2 separate regions of the Danio rerio genome follow, and region 2 is linked to region 1. Evidence: chromatin contacts called from public Hi-C data. All regions are on one chromosome and are shown on one strand. Each heading gives the region's core, a stretch centred on a gene start, on an enhancer-like site or on the middle of the called end of the contact. The rest is flanking DNA. Distances are from core to core; before and after follow the strand shown. Region 1 overlaps fnbp1l (formin binding protein 1-like). Region 2 overlaps bcar3 (BCAR3 adaptor protein, NSP family member).

Region 1 (2,640 bases), core at 106-2,605:
TAAAGCTGGTAAGTGTAGTGTGTTTTGGACTGCTGTACTCTAGATATAAGGTTTGAGAATAGACTTTGTGTTTAGTTGTAGTATTCAGCCATAAAACCCCTTTACTCCTCTTGTCGTTCAGCTTCAAGATGTCTTTCTTACAGTGCGGCTTAAAGTTTATAAACTATCGTCTGAATTCCAGAATTGGAATGTATGCAAACATAAGGGCTCAGCGTTAAACTGTAGGAAAGACATCTCTCTTAAGAGTGACTGTTTATATAATGTGTGCTCAGACTGTGCCGGGATGTTTGTCAGTGCATCTTTGCCTCCAACCAATAACCTGTGTTTGTACAGGCGCCAACACTAGAGGATCTCAGCCACCTTCCCCCTGAACAGAGACGCAAAAAACTACAACAGCGGATCGATGAGCTGAATAAAGAACTGCAGAAGGAACAGGACCAAAGGTAGACAATGAAGACATTTTATTATGTAGCATAGTGTTTTTGTTCAGATTTGCTATCTTTGTAATTGTATTCTGTATGCTACTAACCATCAATACAGGAAAACGCATTCATTTTTTAATTTATTTAATTTGGTATTATCTAATACAAGATGTCTTTTAAAAATATTTTATATTAACTAATTTATGCATTATTTGCTTGTTCAATTGTACAACAATACATTTTTATTATACTTTTATAATTTTTTATAATACTATAAATTATTTTGATGATAAAATTACATTGTTTATTGTAATTGTAATATTTTTAAAATAAAAATAAATTAAACATTTTCAGTAATTATTTTATAAATTTACTTGCTTAATTTTAGATATTAACAAATTAAAATAGTATTTATTTATAGTTTGTTGTTTTTTCGGCATTGTCGTTGTTGTCCATTATTATTATTATATTATTAATAATATTATTATTGTTGTTGTTGTTGTTATTATTGTTATTATTGTTATTATTATTATTATTATTATTATTATTATTATTATTACTAGTAGTAGTAGTAATATTATTAGTTTTAGGAGTAGGAGTTTTAACCAATCAGATGCCAGAGAATTATGGATGAGGAGATTCCCACCAATGAGTAAAGAGTTTTAAGTGTCCATAAAATTGCTGTATAAATGTAAGGATTTATTATTATTATTAACAATTTATTTAAATATTTAATAAATCATTTAGTTTATTATTTAGTGTATTTAGTGTTCTTATTTTAATTATTGTGTTTATTTGTTTAGGTATATGTTGCCTTGCATGCTAAAGCAACATAACTTAACGTTTTTAAATTAGTGGGAGAAGAATAATATCTCAATATTCCATTTGTCTTTATTCCAGAGATGCTCTCAACAAAATGAAAGATGTCTATGAGAAGAATCCCCAGATGGGAGATCCTGGAAGTCTCCAGCCCAAGATATCAGAGACCATATGCAACATGGAGAAACTCCGCTCCGAGATCCATAAAAATGAGGTAACCTTCCCAGAGGAATGACTTATTGTTGAGGTCTCTAAAGGAAACGCGGCCTCCGCAAAAGTACATCTGGATAAATATGACATGAAACAACTGAAAGACGCTGTGTTGCAGCGCCACCTAGTGGAGGAAGAGTCATAATACAGAGTCTGTAGCAAGAAAATGTGTGTTTTTATCCACCTTATTCCTTTAATCAATGATGCTTTGAGTGAGTAACTTTTGTTGAAATGTAATCAGTTAGTTTAAGTGTTATAAAAACTATACATCGGTTGAATATTATGAGGAAATTAATAGATTTAACAAATTAGAACTTTAAGCAGACCCTGAATAATGTGAACAACAGTGTTGGATAAAGTTACTTTAAAGTAGTATATTACATCCTCCCCTAATAAGTCAGTGTTTATTTCTTTAGGTAACAAAATGTGTTACTTGGTACTTTTTAAGGAAAGTAATGAGAAAAATACATTTTATGTTATTTTTAGTTGTTTTTTTATTAAAGATAAGTTGAAGACTGCTTAAGATAACTTTAAGATTACTTTTAAAGTTAATTTTACCCAACACTAATACTGAATAACTTCCTGTTGCAGTTTTGCAAACATATTGAATATTACTGTACTCTATTAAGTACAGAGAGAAAATAATCTAGAAGAACAAAACGCACTAAAAACAAAAAAAGCTTTGGCCACAGATTTGTTTGTGATTCTAATGTCACTTTAAAACACCAAGTCTAACTTTATCCTAATTTCAGATACAAAAGCAAGTCACAAATCCAAATTGTTTTTCTGTTACACTGCCTGGTTTCCTAAACCATAAAGCAGCCCATAATTTGAAATGTCATGGCCATGTGGAAAAAAGTGGACTTTGGGTTTGTGATTTGTTGCACACAATAGTTGTTTCACTGTTGGTTTGTCTTTCTCGATCACAGAGCTGGTTAGCAGAGGTGGAAGGAAAGCATGGATCTCGAAGTGAGCGGCGGTCCAGTGCAGATGTAAACCATCACGCTCCGCACGGAAGAGAGAGGTCTGGGTTTCCTCACTACATTATCTGCATTCTCAACACAGATGGCCTGTCTAACACACACTCATTCCTTTTAGGAGTTACTGAATTGTTGTAAATCCATGTGCAGCAGAGTGCTTGAGCTATTCTTGCTGTTTGGATGGTTTGATCAAAATTACATTAAGTCAG
Region 2 (2,640 bases), core at 49-2,548, 62 kb after region 1:
ACATGACTTAAAACCCATCTGTTTAACTGTGCCTTTACTGAATGAGCACTGTGCTACGTCCCACAGACGTATATTATGTGATTCTTTTTCATTCATTTAAAACCTGTTTTAACACATTTTAATCTGTTTTTAATCATTTTTATTCTATGTTATTCTATGTTCTGTCTTTTTTGTTCTTATACTTGTTTCTTTTATTCTTGTTTATGTAAGGCACTTTAAATGACCATTGTGTATGAAATGTGCTATATAAATGAGCATTCCTTGCCATGACTAGTAGCTGAATGTACACTAATCTGAGATCTGATGGAGCACTTTTTACAGTGTAATTGTACATATGAATTTGAATGATGTTATTATGATTATTATTCATTTTGTCATTGTTATTATAGTGATAGGCGGCATGGTGGCGCACTGGGTAGCGCTGTCGCCTCACAGCAAGAAGGTTGCTGGTACGAGCCTTGGCTGGGTCAGTTTGCATTGCTCTGGTTCCCTCACAAGTCCAAAGACATGCGCTATAGGTGAATTGGGTAAGCTAATTTGTCCGTAGTCTGAATGAGAGTGTATGGGTGTTTCCCAGTGATGGGTTGCAGCTGGAAGAGCTTCCGCTGCGTAAAACATGTGCATGATAAGTTGGCGGTTCATTCCGCTGTGGCGACCCCAGATTAATAAAGGGACTAAGCTAAAAAGAAAATGAATTAATAAATGAAATTATAGTGATATACTATTATTTAATAAAAGATCATCTAAATATTAGTTTATCAATGTAACCTTTAACAAAAGCACTGTATGCCATACCATACTGTATTCATACTAACCTGAACAGCAGCAGTTTCAATTTACTAGAACTACACCAGCATCCTGGCGCTCTCCTGTCTTCCTGATTTGCTGGAATGCTCCACAGTTTGAGACATTAAGGCTTTTACTCTTCATCTATTTTCAGCTGTTTGACTCAATCTTCATTGTGAAGAAAGATGAACTGAGCTGAACTGCTCGGTGGAATCGAGCCAACAGTGTTACCAAAATCTGCAACATTGTGTAAACTCACGTTCCTGTTTTAAAAGAGTCACATATTTAGTTTACACCGAAACAGAACAAAGCTGCCAGTGCACATTGCCCGTAAAGTAGAGCATGCTGGGAGACAATCTGATTTCGAGCAATTCAGTGATACGAGAGAGCGCTGTTTATCACTAATGACATTTGAAATTAATCTGGGCAGACGGGACAGCGCATCTCCCGTGGAGGACTTCTGCAGTGTTTTCCAGGCAGTGGTGATGCTGTGTGACAGCTCTGTGTCTGTCTCAGCTCCAGCGGGGGGCTCACCATCAGCAGGGGGCTCATATGTAAAAGCACAGTCAGTCCCCCAGCTGGGACTGTCCTGACCCTGAGAGGAGAGTCCGGCTGAGCCTGAAGGGTCCCAGACGGCTAAATTCACTCGCTTCTCCCACTGGGGTTTGAATAACAGGGCTACTCTGTCTCTTAGTCACATACTAACGGCACTTAGTGTTATTGCGGCTACTTGGGGAACTGGAGGGGCTTTTGTTGAGAGGGCTGATGGTGGCTTTCTCTTGATTAACCGATTTGTTAACAGCATTATGAGTTGTGTCATTTCCAGGGACCGAAACACCCAGCCCTGAAGAAAAGAGTCAGTGAGTGAAAAGAAGCATTGGGGAACCAGTGCGTTTAGAAGACAGAGGAGAATTCATGTTTCCAGACCATTTCACCACACTGAACAAGAGCGCATAGAGTGTGAGGTGAGACTATATGTGTGTTTTTTATGTTATTTGTAACACCCTAAAAAATAATATGAATATTATATTTTTACATTTATTGTTTATTTTAATAATTGTTATACAGCAGCACACTAACAGAATGAAGTTAAATTATAATTTGAGCAGCGTCGTCTTAATTACAGTTGGTAAAAATGTGTTTGTCTATTTTATTACAACAATTATCAATTATAATATCTATAATAATTCAAAGATATCTATGCCAACCTTCTTAATCTATGTCTATATCTATGTTTCAACCTTCTTAAAAACTACTTCAATTATTGAAACTTAAAAACTGCTTCAGATTAGTCTTTCTCAAGCCACAATAAATTTTGGGTATGAACTTTACTTTTCTAGTTGAATTTTGTCGCAGTCAGGCTCATTTTTCATGAATAAATGGTTAAAACAATGTTTTGCATTTATGACTGATTATTTGAGTTATAGCACTGTTGAAAATGTATAATTTTGTGAATTTTATTTAACTTTCCACAATATTTCTGTACAGTTTCATATTAAATATTATAAGCTCAAGAAAATACAGAAAACCTACTCTAAAATTACAGCAAAAAAAAAAATTAATTATGGAAAATTTCTGTAATTTAACGTCCATTTTATAGTTTTTTTTCAGCAGCTAAGGTTTCTGAAAAAAAAACTAATAATAAATAAAATAAATAATTTAAATACAAATATATATATATATATATATATATATATATATATATATATATATATATATATATATATATATATATATATATATTTTTTTTTTTTTTTTTACGTTAAATTTCTGTAATTTAAAATCCATTATTTTCGGTTCTGTAATTTAACAGCCGTTTTTTACGGTAGGCTAAATTTCTGTAATTTAACATAC

What was found. A called contact is a pair of places that touch in the nucleus more often than the background predicts.
Region 2: a contact with region 1 is called in a Hi-C map of embryo, with 2.8 times the contacts expected there. The contact joins two enhancer-like sites. A contact is called at or near these places in 2 of 18 Hi-C or Micro-C datasets (caudal fin and embryo).

Annotation. Positions count from the first base shown.
Region 1 is chr8:16,834,481-16,837,120 of GRCz12tu, forward strand. It overlaps fnbp1l (formin binding protein 1-like), which reads left to right. Exons shown (of 14, transcript NM_001003634.1): 10 at 334-443; 11 at 1,323-1,455; 12 at 2,381-2,475. Among named protein-coding and RNA genes, the nearest start is that of fnbp1l, 84 kb to the left of the region's middle. Within about 2 kb of position 1,356, at least 8 of the 62 cell types and tissues checked have an H3K27ac peak or open chromatin away from gene starts, as enhancers often do.
Region 2 is chr8:16,896,268-16,898,907 of GRCz12tu, forward strand. All of the region lies in intron 2 of bcar3 (BCAR3 adaptor protein, NSP family member), which reads right to left. Among named protein-coding and RNA genes, the nearest start is that of bcar3, 29 kb to the right of the region's middle. Within about 2 kb of position 1,299, at least 3 of the 62 cell types and tissues checked have an H3K27ac peak or open chromatin away from gene starts, as enhancers often do.